2 separate regions of the Mus musculus genome follow, and region 1 is linked to region 2. Evidence: chromatin contacts called from public Hi-C data. All regions are on one chromosome and are shown on one strand. The core of a region is the stretch at or near the end of the contact, and the rest is flanking DNA. Distances in the headings are between cores, read along the strand shown.

Region 1 (7,487 bases), core at 4,516-7,015, 6.7 Mb before region 2:
GATGTACAAGGCTTATTTGGCTTATAAAAGAGGTAATAACACCAAGGAAAGAGAGAAATCACAGTTTAGAAACATGTGAATCAAAACAGTATTTTCCTACAATAAACTGCCAATAAAAACTTTTAGCTACTAAACAAAATATTAGCTTTACATATCTACTAAACAGTTTTATTTCAGAGGTCAAATTTACCGTATTTAAAGCTTATCTATTAGAATTAAATATTTTAAGCATGGTATGGTGGTGCACACAGTGCTCTAGAGGAATAGGCAGTCAGATCTCTGAGTTCAAGGTCATCCTGGATTATGGAATGAGTTTCAGGACAGCCAGGACTATACAGAGAAGTCCTGTTTTGAAAAAACAAATACAATTAAATATTCTAATCCCAACTCCCTCAAACTAAGGTGTTCATTAGTAGCACTTATTCAAAGTAATAAAGGAGACAGAATATCTTCAAGATTGAAGAATATTAGTGATAACTTCCAAAAGGCTTGGTCCCAAGCTACTGCTGCCATTTGCAGGGAGTGAGGACGAGTGGGTGTGCGTTTGGGAACTTCAAGGAGTGAAGCTAAGAGAAAGTAGGTTGGACTTGAGGAAGGGTATGGCAGGGATGGGCTGAATCTTGCCAAATTCCCCTCTCTCTTGGCCACCATGAGGTAAATAGCTTCTGCCATGCCATTTTACCTGACCAGAGGCTGAGAAGCAAGAGAGCAAAAGACAGGGACAGCAACTGCAAACCAAAAGTATTTTCTCCCTCAGTTATTTTCTGAAGGTGACAAAAAGCCCAGCATAATACTTATCAGAATTTAGCCAAGGGATTTAATTTTCAACATTTAGATATTGTTTCCAAACAGTCAGAAATAATAGTATCAGACTTTTTTGACCTATAGTAATTTTCAGTTATCCCAGATTTTAAAATCATTAAGCACTGAATACATTTTATATCACTTTCATATTTCATTCTTTTGAGATACCTAACTAGAAGGAGAAATCAGTATAGTGAAAGGAAGACCACTCTCAACACGGCTTTATTTGTTGGAACTTTAAAGGGCCTTTCTACAAACATTCAGTAATAACCACAAAAATCAAACCAAAACATGAAGAAAAGCATCAAGCGGCTGGAAAAAAAGATACTTTTGTTATAAATGAAAGAAAGAACTAGGACCAATAGTGATACATGCATCCTTAATAGTAACTTTTTTTATACTGAGGATCCTTAAACGTCTTTTGTTATACCAATGAGGTCTCACTACATACATCTTCATGCCCCAGAGACCTTAGACAGCAACAAGGGGCCAATTCGTGGCTTTTTCCGCTTGGAAGCAGACATACCTCTAGTACAGTAATTCTGAAATTGGTATCATGTGTTATTTTATTCTAGGAGACTTTAACAGTACTGCAATGAAACCCAGGGCCTCAGGCATGCTTGGTAAGCATTCTACCATATACTTGCATTAGAAACTGGGCTCTCAGCTGGGCGTGGTGGCGCATGTTTTTAGTCCCAGCACTCGGGAGGCAGAGGCAGGTGGATTTCAGAGTTTGAGGTCAGCCTGGTCTACAAAGTGAGTTCCAGGACAGCCAGAGCTATACAGAGAAGCCCTGTCTCGAGGAAAACAAAAAACAAAAACAAACAAACAAACAAAAAACAAAAAGGAAAGGAAAGGAAAGGAAAGGAAAGAAACAAACTGGGCTCTCTGGTTAGTTAAATTTGGGAAATGTTATTTAAACCTTCCTTTGGAAATTATATGCATGCAAGCATAGCATGAAGTCTTTGAGGAGCTGCCTTCACAAGCAAACCAAAGTTAAACTTGGGGGAAGGAGGTGTGGCTTGGTGGTAGAGTGTTTGCCTTGTATTGGAAATACCTCAGGTTTGATCTCCAAACAAACAAAAGTTAAGGTTGGTTAAATCTAGTGTGTTGCCACATGATTTGACATGGAACACTGTTTAAGGGAAGTAAACTATTGCTTTAGTACAGTCTTGATGGGAAATAGCAATTTTGAAAATCATGAGCTCTTCAAATCCCTGAGGCTGTTCATGTGCCAGGCCCAAGGTTTCATTCCTTCCCAGCACCCCAAGAAAAAAAGTTTACAGTGGGAGCACAGGCTTGTGGTAGAATCTAACTAAGCATGCACAAGGAATCGCAGTACCACTAAAACAAAACAACAAAACTAGACACCAGAATACAGACAGTAACTGAGGGGTAGAGAGATCATACCCAGTTAGCAGCAAAAACAGAGCTTTGAACCTTAGCCCTCAAGCCCCAGGCTACAGTTGTTTCTACTATTGGAATTACAAAGTAGGGCTCTTCACAACAGATGGGAAAGCAATTAAATTTAACCTTTGGGTCATGGTGTCACATTTTTGGTCTATGTTTCCTTCAGTTTTAAAAATTCTTTATTAAAAATTGGGTCCCCAAAAGGGGGTTGCTTTTAGCAGTTCTGAGGAATGACAAAGTTTAATTAGAAGTAACCATTACAACAAGGAATTCAGACTACCTGGGCTATAATTTCTGTCAGCTCAACGAACCAAGGGATTGATAATCCTGTGACTTACTTAGCACATAGCCTAGCACATAGCGACGCCATGCTAATACGAATACAACTAACCTCAAAGTGGCAAGACCTTAACACCTACATATGGGGCTATCATCTCCAGAATGAAAAGTTTTGACCCTATAGTTGCGAGCTACTAAATGAGGTTGACTCCTGTATTTTTCCGATCAAAAAAAAAAAAAAAAAAAAAAGAGAAGAAAAAAAAATGTGTTTGTTGACTACAATCTCTAAATCTGAGTTTTCTTCAACTCCACAGAACTCCGAGATAATATAAGAATTAACAAGACACAATTTGCTTGGGGAGGAGAAAGTACAGTTGCGTGCTATTCCCTCCTCAACAGGATGAGGGTGAGGTTAAGTACAGCGATGGGGCAACTTTCAAAGCCTTGGAAATCAAAGGTGAGGACTGTTAACAACTTCCGTGTGCTAGCTCGGCTTCCTCTTGGTGAACTTGGCTCTGCTTCCCAACCCTCTGCACCGGCACATCGGCGGGCCTCGGTGTCGCCTCGATCCTAAAAGGGACCCACCGGGCTGGCGAGGCAACGGGGTGCCGGGAAGCCTCCAACAAAGGCGCCGGGCACCCGCGCCCAGGTGACACCACCCCTCAGCCCCGTGCCGGCTCTGCCCGCCGAAGGCCACGGGCGGACAGGCCCCGGGTCCCACCGCTCGCCCCGGGCAGGTCAGGGCCCGTTTCCCTCCACCCAGAGGCGGGCTCAGGTGGGGGCCGGGCGGTGACACCCCGACGCCACCACCGCAGGCCAAGCCCGGAGACGCTCGCCCGAACCGTGCCGCGTCTCGCCGCGCGACCGCGCCGGGGGCGGGGACGCTGTTACCTGCCGCGGGCTCTGCTGCTCCCCGCTGGCGCCGCTCTCTTGGCAACCGCGGCAGCCGCACGAAGGCCGCCAGCCCAGGGCCTAGTGACAGCTACCAGCGTGCACCGCGCGCGCCCACGCCGGCGTCGACGTCGGCGGCCTCCGTCCCCGCCCCCGTCCCCGTCCGCTGCTCGGCGGCCACGGCTAGCCGGCGCCACAGCGCCCTCGTGCGGGCGACCGGAGAGACGGCGGAGGGAAGGCGGGAAAGGTGTGAGCAAGGAGCCAGCGAACCATCATTTTGATGGAATGGGGGAATTGAAAACAGTTTTGAAGTATTATTTAAGTACGATCATCTGGATCCACCAGCACTTTATGCGCGTCATTTCAGGCACAGTTTGTGTGAAACCGAGAGCCAGTTTAGCACTTTTTTTTGTATCTAGCCGTCTTTCAAACGCGTATTCGAAAGGGTTGTTGTCTTTACAAGTGTTTTTGCGTGTTCTAGTTTTAAACCATATATGAGGAGCACGCTAATCTGAGGACGCTGTGTATTTTGCTAGGTGTCAATATTAAGTATTGCCAAAATTTAAGTAATATTCTGTGTTAAAAGTATAAGAGAACAATTGTCCTTCAAATAAATGAGTTGCCACCAAATAGTAGTTACCTTTGCTTTTTTTCAAAAATTATTTACTTATATTTTATATGGGAGTGCCACAGGTATGTGTGTGCATGCATGGAGCCCAGAAAAAGAGGTCAGATGCTCTGAAGTTGCAAGCAATTATGAGTGCTATAAACCTAGCTTCCCAGTCCTGTGAAACAGCAACCAAGTGCTCTTAACCACAAAGCCAACCCTCCATCCCAAAGCTTTTACTTTTTAAAGCTATTATTCCCTCTTATGATCTCAAATTGTTGGAATGAAACAGGAATTTATATAGCAACATGATAAACTTTAAAACACCTCAAAGGTTGATATTAGAAAAGTTATCTGAAATCACATTTTCAGTATACTTAAGACCAGTTTTTGTTTTGAGACAGTCTTGCCACATAGCTCTAGACGGCCCTGTACTCACATAGCCCAAACTGACCTTGAACTTTCAGCAATCCTGCCTCAGTCTCCTAAATGCTGGGGTTGCAGATATACGCCATCCTCTTTGGATTAAACCTATTTAGAAATGCTTCCAGTTTGTTCAATGTCAGATAATTATAACTATGAAATTATGAAATGGAACATCAATAAACAGGATTTCAGTCCTGGCTAGTTTTATGTCAACTTGACACAAGATAGAGTCTTCTGAAAGGAGGGAACCTCAATTGAGAAAATGCTTCCATAAGACCTAACTGTAACTCGTTTTTTAAAATAGTGATTGACCTAGGAGGGCCTAGCCTATGTTGGGTGGTGCTATCCCTGCCTGGGTCGGTGATCCTCGGTTCTATGGGGAAGCAGGTTCAGTGAAACCATGGGAGCAAGCCAGTAAACTCACCCTCCCATAGCTTCTGCATCAGCTCCCCCTCTCGGTTTCTGCCCTGTTTGGGTTCCTGTCCTGACATCCCTCAATGATGAACAGTGGTATAGAAGTGTAAGCTGAACACATGCTTTCCTCCCCAAATGCCTTTGGTACTGTTGCTTCATCACAGCAAAAGCAACCTTAACTAAGACAATCCCCATTATACAAGCTATGTTTTAAATAACAGCTTTCCATTCTTAAAAGGTGTCCAACTGAAATCCTATGGCCTGATATATTTGTTTATACCACACTAGATCTTTTACTGCATCAAACTTTCGAAATGTATCTTGTAGGAGCAATTAAGTTATGACTTCTTTTATTTCTGCAGTATAGTGGGAATGTATATCAGAAATTACTCATTTCCTTTTAGCTTCTCAAAAGTTACATGAATGGTCAGTCAAGATACAAGTCCACCAGTCTTTTAGTGGTTACACTGGTTTTTGCAACTGTTTCAGTCTTGGAAGTACCATATCTAGCGCGAAATGTAATGGCCAATCAATTGTGGATATTTTTGGATACATCATACGGAAGCTAATAAACTGTTCTAGTTCAAATAAAGGAGACTCCGATAAAGTGGGCTTTGGGGCTCTGGACCTATGGGAAGTACCACCTGTACAGCTTCTGCTCCATTATCTACCTCATCCTACTCAACTATCCAGAGAAGAGCTTCCCCTGGCCCAAACTGAGCTTTCTGTTCATTTCAGGGAAAGAAATGCTCGTAGTCATAGTCAAGCCCATCCAACATCCTTCCAGTGGAGGTCAGCTCTGCTCTCTGGGTCGCACCTGTCCTACTAGAGCGGCCACTGGGGCAAGGTCGGCGCCTCGGCAGTGCGCTCTCTTCCCGGTAGGTGGCGCTCTAGCCGACAGACGGCCGCCGCCGGATCCCTTCGCGCTACCTTGGCCTGGGAGCCAGCCGCCTGCTACGGCCGCACGTGCTCCCACCCTGTCCGGGTTCTAGTAACTGTGGGCTCGGTCCCGCGTGGGTCCCTGAGTCGGCCATGGCGGTGGCTGCGGCGGAAACGCGCGTGTTCCTGGAAGTGCGGAGACGGCTGCAGAGTGCGCTGCTAATCCTGGGGTAAGGGAGGGAGCACCGGTGCGCGGGACCGCGTGCATGGGCCAGGCGCGCGGCCCGGAGCCTGGTGCGCGTGTGCGTGGCACAGGAGCGCGGATGCGCGGGACCGAGGGAGCGAGCGCGCCGGGCAGTAGGCGCGTGCGCGGGACAATGTGCGCGTGCGCGGGGCGAGATGGGTTGCCCTGGCGAGCATTTTAGCCGCTGAACCATCTCCCCAGCCTGTCTGCGAACTTTAAATTTCATATTTACTACACAAACAAGAAACTTTTAGGGGGTAAAATGCTCCTTTTTGCTAATGGTCAGCAATTTTAATGGTTTGTGATCTCTTCGTGGGTTTTGCCTAGTTCTTAGTGACAAATGTATCAAATAGATGTGAAAATGTACTACAGAGCAGCACAGTTGTATTTTTTTTTTTCCTTAGCTTCGCCTTTTTTCCTAAAATCTGACAAGTAGCTAAAGTGGCAGTTTTGCATGCGGCCTGAGGACTGAACTCAAATCCTACCTTTCTCACATGGGCAGAATTACCTGGATTTCTTCAGTTTTAAGATTGGGATTGAGTCTAGGCTCAGTACAATTCATTTGTGTAGCTTGTACAGATCTTGAATACTCCCCAGTATGGGGATGAAGGGTGGGGAGGAGTGAGATCAATATCCACAATTTCTGTCCACTGTGTTTGGTAATTAAGAATACACACATTACCAAATACAGCTGCCTAATCCCTCGTACCAAACAAACTCTGTGAGAAACCTACTTTGCTAGACTGCCTGTTTGTCTCTCTGATCTTTTGACTGTTGACTTCTAACACAGCTCAGTCCCTTATCCTACTAAGAGAACCATGGTCTGGTCCCATTCAACCAATCTACACAATATCCCTGTTTCTCGAACTGTGTTGACATGTGTATTAGTCAGGGTCCTCTAGAGTAACTGAATTGATTGAATGAATCTGTCTATAAATAGAAAGAGGATTTATTAGAACGACTTAACAGCTTGCAGTCCAGCCAGTCCAACAGTGGCTATGAATGAATGTTGAGTCCAAAAATCCAGTGTTTGCTCAGTCCGTGAGGCTGTGTGTCTCAGCTGGTCTTCAGTGCACTTCCTAATGACAGTGAGAGGGAGGGCAAGCAAGCAAAGAGCTTCTTTCTTCCATGTCCTCTTCCCACAGAAGTTGTGGCTTATATTTGAGGTGGCTCTTCCCAGCTCAAAAGATCCGGATAAAGGAATGTCTTCCTACCTCAAAGGTAGGAAGTGAGTCTTCCTACTTCCAATTAAGTAAAAAAATCCCTCACCATGTGCCCTCCATGTTGGGGTTTTAATTAATTCCCGACGTATGTCAAGCTGACATAGCCAACTGATGTTTTGAAATTGATGTTTCAATCTGCCTTTCCCAACATGTTTTTGTTGTTTTGTTTTGTAAGACAGGGCCTAATAATGTATTCATGGCTGGTGTGGTTTACTATGTAACCAGTCTGACCTTGAACTCATAGATCTGCCTGCTTGCCTGTGCTTTCACAGGGCTGGGAACATCCAACAAGGCTTTGAGATTCATATTT
Region 2 (7,627 bases), core at 4,742-7,241:
AGTATTTCTCTCAGAGAGAACCGTAGTCTCTAAGGAGAATAAAACCCCCTTTTCTTCTCTCCAGGACCCTATTTTCCAAAATCTCTCTTATATTGATACTATATTCTATCAGTTCCTTGCTTGTGTAATAAGATGCCCAAGGAGTCAACTGATATGGTCAAAGTTTATACTGGTCCGTTCCAGAGGTCAGTCCACGGTACTCACCTCTGTTGCACAAAGTACATCATGGAGAGAGTCTGTAGTAGAGGAGGCCTATTCAGTTGATGGTAGCCAGGAAGCAAAAAGAAAGAGTGGAAGGGAACAGTCTCATATCCTCTTCAGTGCATGCCCCCGAATGGGCCCATAGGCTCAAATATTCGAATGTTTGGTTTCCAGTTGGTAGACTATTAGGGAGGATTAAGACGTATGGCCTTATTGGAGGAGGTGTGGCCTTGGAAGAGATGTGTCACTGATGGTGGCCTTTGAGGTGATGAAAGGACCACACCAGGTCCTGTCTCTTGCTCTGCCTGCAACTTGCAGAACTAATGTGAGCTCTCAGCTACTGCTCTAAAGTCATGCCTGCCTGTCTGCCTGCTTGACTAGTGTTCATAGACTCACCTCTGAAACTGGAAGCAAGCCCTAATTAAATGCTTCCCTTTATAAATTGCCTTGGTCATGGTATCTCATCACAGCAGTAGAACTACTGAGATACTCTCATTGCTAGAACGTCCTCTCTAGGCTCCATCTTTTATGGTTTTACTACTCCCCCTTCCCCACCCGAGTAACACCATGAACTAGGATCTGGCCTTCAATACATTGGACTTTGAGGGACATTACAGATTGAAGCTATAGCAACTGGTACTGCTGTAAAAACTTATGTCCCGTTTATACACTTCTTAAAAGGCTTACATACTCATTGCTGTGAATTCAAGAAATTGAGCACAGGGCTCCACCAGCTCCACAAGCAAGATACTGGATACATTTTTTTTAAAATGTGTTAGAGGTTGAACCTGGGTCTCATACATGTTTAGCAAGTATTCCATCACTGAGCCTCACACCACACTTTGGATAATGTCTTGAAATGGCAATCCCTGCTAAGATGAGGCCTGACCTCCCCTTCATTCAAGTTCCTGATCTTCCCAATTTTTAGATCTCTTCCCCAACCCCCTTTCCCTCTCTTTTTGCTCTTTATAAATGGTTCTTACATGTCTTTTGCAGGAAGCCATATATTAACTCAAGTCCCATGTGCTTTATAGGCAACCAGTGACCTGCTTTTAACTCTCAAAATGGCTCTTTGAGTATGAGCACCTTAGACAATGGGTTCTATGTCTTCTTCACTAAAGGATCCTGGTGAGTGTATTCAGTGCTTTCTTACCAGAAATGTGTGCCCATGAAAAGTTTTAGATCTAGACCACTGATTCTAAAGGAAGATATGTTGTCTGTAAGGACCAGAGGCCCACGGCAGGCGGGCTTCCAGACTGTGCTCATTCAAAGGGGCCAGGCATTAGGGTTCACATGGAACACTGATCCCAGCAGGAGTAGGACAAATGAACTATATAAGTTAATGTATATATTACTGTTCTTATGCTGTTACAAGGCACCATGACCACGACAACTCTTCCAAATGAAAGCAGGTATATGGCAGCCACATGCAGCCAGGCTGGAGGAGTAGCTAAGAGTTACATCCTGATCTGCATGAAGGACTGGGCCTGGTGTCGGCTTTTGAAATCTCAAGGGCTTCTTCCAGTGACATACCTCCTCCAGTCCCACAGCTACTCCAAGGAGGCCACGCTTCCTAATATTTTCCAACAGTTCCACTTCCTGGTTACCAAGCATCCAATATATATGAGCCCATGGGGGTCTTCTCACTCAAACCACCACAGTTAACAATTCTCACCCAAATTCAAAGCACTGGAGACATTTGTTGCTATGGTGATATAACCTGCTACACCCATGCTTAAGAACAACTTGGTCACCCAGGGTAATGTAGAGTGTTAATGCATGTAGCATAAGTCTCCTTTGGTTAGCATTCTATTTTCTCTTGAATGGGGACTCTCTTCCCTACAGCTTAGTGTTTGACATCATAGAAGGGCCTCATACAACCCCTGTAGACTCATAGAGCAAAGACCTCACGGTTTCCATGGTTGGTTGCCAAGTGGTCTCTTCCACCAAAATGTGAATCCACTGAGAGTCACCAGGTAAACTCCAGATTGACTCTGTTTTATGTCCTAAGCCTTTTGCCAAGTGTTGGACCTTTAGAAATGAAGAAAAGTCTCTGGTCTTGAGCTCTATCTAGTAAGACAGATAGATGGAAGTAGGTATCTTTCAGTACTAGATGGTAAGGGCAGGGGTGGAGGTAGGTGGAGGTCCCCTTGAGCTCAGATGAATTAGGAGTTATTTTAAAATAATTTCAGAGGAAACAGTAACTCAACCAAAAAAATATATACTTCCCACTGTTAGGACGTCTAACAATCTAAAACATATCAAAATGGAAAAAATGTTAAGTTTACGTCAAAAACTGGTCTGCCGTGAGAGAACATTTTTAAAGGTATGATTTTTTTCTGCCCCTATGATTTTCATAGAATAAGCTAAGCCTCTTTCTTTTCCCATCCCACTCTCCTTTAAATAATTAATTTCTCTGTTATGCCTGTAACAGATGTCAGCTGGCTGTCAACCTAGAGATGGCACTATTTTTGAGGCTAAGCTTTTATCTATAATTGATGAGCCCTTGGGGATATAATTAACTGAGAGACCCTAAGCAACAGAAGATGTGGATTCTGAGGTCCCACTGGGGGTATATTCTTTCATTTAGAGAAATGAAACCTTATTCTTAAAACTAAGTTAGTAGGCTGTCTCCTCGAATTTCTGGAAGTTGGTGTCATTGTCCTTCCTTGAAATATCTTGTTTGACTAGTACTTCTGATTGTTGACTGGTTACACAAGAGCCCGCAACAGCAGTGACTTCAGGCCAATCAGACGAACTCTCACTCAGTGTGAGGATGAAAGGTCTCTTAAATGTTCAACTTTAAGAGTTAATAAGCACTCTACGGGAAAACCAGGGAAAGGGTTTCTTTTGTTTGTTTTTGTTCTTATTTTTAAGTCAAGATTCCATGCAGTCAGGCTGACGTTGGTTTCCTGCCCCTGCCTCTCAAGTGCTGGATTTTTGAGTGTGCATCATCATGACCAGCTACCGAGGAGGTTTGCTTGTTTTTTGTTTTTATTTTTCCAGGCAGGGTTTTTCTGTGTAGTCCTGGCTATCCTGAAAGACATAGGCTACCACCACTTGGCTAACAAAAGATTAATGTTTAATTTTTTTAGTTTTAAAACCCAGTTTAGATGACTCTCTGGTGTAATAAATAATTTAGGAGACTAAATGTATCACACAAAGTCTACATGGCCCTTCTAAAAATCATTAGGTGTGCCTTAAATATTATTCCACTGAAGTCTCTAACTGAATGGGAGTGGAACAAAAGGATACTGAAAAGTATTCAAATTATTAAGGACTTTCTCTCAGCACATCTTAATCCCAGAACTCAGGAGATTGAGGCAGATTAATCTCTGAATTTTTAGAGCCTGATCCACAGAGTTTCAGGACAGCCAGGGCTACACAAAGAAACTACGTCTTGGGTGAGGGTATGTTCTAAGAACTGTGGCTCTCAGGTTTAACTTTCCTAGGCAATATTAAGCTGTAGACTCAAACAAACCCTTGGGTATGCTTAGATGATAGAGAACTAAAGCAGCTTGAGGTACTGAAGGAGCCTGACATACAAACCTGTGTGAACTTTGGCCAAATAGTAAAACAACTGTTTTAGGTTTCTTTTCTCCATTCCTTAATTTATCAAAGTTCTTCTTCTTCTCCTTCTCCTTCTCCTTCTTCTTCCTTTCTGACATAGTGGCATAATGTAGTAACTGAACTAAAAAATGAAAACTATATGAAACATACATTTCAGATTATTGATCTGATAGCATTAAGAAATGTCACACAAGGCTGGGTGTGGTGGTGCACACCTTTAATCCCAGCACTCAGGAGGCAGAGGCAGGCAGATTTCTGAGTTCGAGGCCAGCCTGGTCTACAGAGTAAGTTCCAGGACAGCCAGGGCTACACAGAGAAAACCTGTCTCGAAAAACAAAAACAAAAACAAATAAACAAACAAACAAAAAGGATACCTTTTGAGACAAGGACTTATTGTGTAGCTCTGGCTGTCCTGGAATTCACATAGACCAGACTGGCCTTGAATTCACAGAAATCTGTCTGCCTCCGCCTCTGGAGTGCTGGGAGGAAATGTGTGTAATCATCACCCAGTCCCCAGTGAAGTTTTTAGTAAAACTGAGACAGTTAATCTTTGCTCTGAGCAAACCAAAGGAAACAGGAAGTAGGTAAGCACACCAAGAACCATCAGATCACTGCTCCTGCAACAACAGCAACAAAGCTTTAAAGCAAACTAAGGTGTCTTGCAGCATCCTGGAGAGGTCCCAGAAACTTGTGGATACAACCTCAGGTGCTCAAATCTCTTATACAAAATGCAGCTCTTGTAAATGACCTATGTATCTCCCCCACACCCTTCAAACTGTCTCCTGATTATATTATTTATACTGCTTAGTACAATGGAAATAACCACTTAAAAGATAATGATGAGAAATTGTCTCCGTGTTTACTAGCTCAGAAGCAATTTTTTCCCCTGAATATTTTCAATTGTATGTTGAAGGTTCAGTTGTAGCACTATTTAAACCGAGTTCTAGAGTAGAAATAAAGGAACTAACACATCTAACTGTGATAATCTAAACAGGAGTGGGGAAAAAGAAAGAAAAAGGACTCCATGATTATCCCCAACACTGTGATGAACATTTTACCCAACAGAACGTTTAAGACAACAGGCTAAGCCTCTCTATGACAGACTCTTTTCCATTTGAATGGGGTTGAAGGTAAACTTAGGCTGCTAAAGCAAGATACAAACCTAAGGATTCTAGAGGCCTTAAGAATTTGAGATCAGCTAGGCTGTGGTGGCCCAGGCCTTTAATTACAACACCCAGGAGGCAAGAGGATTTATACAAGTTTGAGGGGAGCCTGGTCTACACAGAGAAACCCTGTCTGGAAAACCCGGGGCCGGGAAATCCAAGATCACAGAAGAACATACTGGAGCAAGTCAAAACTGTAGACAAAGACTTTTTAAAAGTAGGTACTGTCAGATAGTCTGGATTTCAAACACAATTTCAAAATGTAGATGCTATATAATCATTTTTTTTGTAAATTTGCAAAATTACACACTTATAAAAGAAAATTTGTAAAATATAGAAAAGAAAAAATCCTGCCTACAGTCAATCAATGGAGGTTAGCATCTTACGCTTTATAGTTGAATTCTACACTTTGTATTCTCTGTACTGCTTTGGTGTCTTTGAGTTACTAATTATTGTTTATTTATTGAGACAGGTTCTCTATGGATTTCCTGCTGGCCTCTTAAGTAGCTCAGACTGGCCTTGTAATTTCAATTACTCTGCCTTTACCTTTCAAGGGCTGACATTACACATAGTCTCAACGAGAATTTCCTTGGCAGGTTAAAACTAATACCCCTTTTTAAACAAGTGGTATTATGTTCTGGTTTTTGATTACCAAGTTTAAAAAAAAAGAATCACTGTCATGTTTTACAATAACCTTCCCAAACCAATGTGAAGTAGACAGAAAAATAAATGAAAATCGATCAGAAGCGAGGGATTAGGGCTAAACTAGGTTGCATCATCATCATCATCATCATTATTATTATTATTATATCAAATGGGTCGCATGTTATACCTCACTTAAATTCATAGAGGCACACTGAGTGGCGAGTTAAAATTCAATAGGGATCTGCATCCTTTTAAACATGTGGACTCCAGGACGCTACAACTCCCTTCAGAAGAGGCGTAGGCGTCATAAGAAAAGTCAACCCGGCGCCGAAATTACAGGTAGCCCAGGTCACCGAGTCCGACCTGACGGCTCCAGAAGTCTCCATGATAACCACAACAGGAAGTGTGCGCCAACAGAAGCGTCCTCCCGGGGAAGCGAAGACGCTACCGTCCTAGTGCGCAGACGTCGCTCCGGGCCGCGCATGCGCTCACGTAGCCGCGCGCCCGGCCTAAAGCCCTCACTTTGTCGTCACAGGGCAGATGATCAGGGTGCGTCCGTCTTTTTCCTCCCCCTTCCATCCTCCTCCCCCTCCCCTCCCCTCGTCCCTCAATCATCTCCCCATTTCCTCTCTCTCCCTCCCTGGGGCGTCTCCTAAAGACGCCCGCTTCCGGTCAGCGGCCGGCCGCAGAAGCGTGTCCCGCCTCTTCCGCCTCCCCGGTGGCGGCGCGGGTGGCGGAGGCGGTAGCGGCAGCGGTGACTGCGCGTCTCCTGTCAGGGTCGGCGGCACGCAAGTCCCCTGGGCGGCCCAGCTGGACGTGGCCGAGCCGAAGCCCGGGGGCCGATGGCGATGAACTATAGCGCGAAGGATGAGGTGGACGGCGGGCCCGCGGGTCCTCCCGGGGGCGCCGCCAAGACCCGGAGGCCGGATAACACGGCCTTCAAACAGCAACGGCTACCCGCCTGGCAGCCCATCCTCACGGCCGGCACGGTGCTGCCCACCTTCTTCATCATCGGCCTCATCTTCATCCCCATCGGCATCGGCATCTTCGTCACCTCCAACAACATCCGTGAGATCGAGGTGAGGGAGGGGCGTGGCAGTGATCCCCCGGCTCCCAGAAGGTGACAGGCGGGCCCCGCCCTCTGGTGCCTTCTCGGTTTCTTCTGTGGCTTTTCTGAGTTTGCAGTTTTGTGGGCTCGCTTCCTTTGGCTCTCGGTTTACCTGGCTGGAAATGGAATGAATACAGCTAGAATGTCGGGTGGACGAGACTTTTTTTGGAGGCGCTTTGCGTGGGTTTCCGAGAGGTAGAGTGAATGTCTTTTAGGAGGAGATAAGAGGAAAAAGAGTTAGATTTACGTGTTTAACTCTGAGGCAACTCACAGGGGCAGACTGTTGTTATTTGGGCGGGGGTTATTCTGGGACACAGAGATTAACAAATTGGTTGGGTGTAGGACCCGGAGTCAATAAAGGTATTGATTCTTCTGTGAAGAAATTAAGTCATACAGAGCGCACACAAGTAACTTTGATTTTGAGCTAATTAGATATTTTTAGTTGTTGGCCACGATATAGTTAAAGGCATGAAACTTCAGTTCTGGTTTGTTTTTAGGCGGTATTCATTTCTAATTATGCCCCACAGTGGTCCTAATTCCTCCTGCTTGATTTTTAAAATATGCATATCAATGATTCCACACGAAATAAGTTGGAAACTAGCTATAAACGATTTCACTGGCATTACTTTTTTTTTTTTGGAATATCCTACTTAGATGTGATAGAAACACTCTACTGAGGGAAACATTTTGATTTGTGTTGGTGCAGTAATCACTGCATTTTTATCCGTCCGCATCAGTAAAGATGGGTTTATAGCAGGATGTGAGTACTGTGTGGCGGACAGTATTGGACGTCCACAAGTCCTCCATCAAATTAAGGGAGTTTTCATCTGTTTGAACTGGCAAGATCGATGTTGAGTAACCTTGCTTTCTTCTGTTGTAAAGATATATTTTTGTGTACTTAATTTAAAAATAAATACTACATTTAATTGGACGTCCCCAG

The links. Hi-C and Micro-C count contacts between places; a contact is called where the count stands out from the background.
Region 1: a contact with region 2 is called in a Hi-C map of CD8 T cells, with 7 times the contacts expected there. The contact joins the promoter of Ube2cbp here to the promoter of 4930429F24Rik in region 2. A contact is called at or near these places in 1 of 39 promoter capture datasets (erythroid cells) and 1 of 484 Hi-C or Micro-C datasets (CD8 T cells).

The regions. Positions count from the first base shown.
Region 1 is chr9:86,463,194-86,470,680 of GRCm38.p6, reverse strand. It overlaps Ube2cbp (ubiquitin-conjugating enzyme E2C binding protein), which reads left to right and starts at 5,765. Exons shown (of 10, transcript NM_027394.2): 1 at 5,765-5,940. The coding sequence starts at 5,864. It overlaps Dop1a (DOP1 leucine zipper like protein A), which reads right to left and starts at 3,527. Exons shown (of 39, transcript NM_177208.3): 1 at 3,385-3,527.
Region 2 is chr9:79,792,005-79,799,631 of GRCm38.p6, reverse strand. It overlaps 4930429F24Rik (RIKEN cDNA 4930429F24 gene), which reads right to left and starts at 5,991. Exons shown (of 3, transcript NR_040734.1): 1 at 5,767-5,991; 2 at 3,747-3,892. It overlaps Tmem30a (transmembrane protein 30A), which reads left to right and starts at 6,202. Exons shown (of 7, transcript NM_133718.4): 1 at 6,202-6,658. The coding sequence starts at 6,422.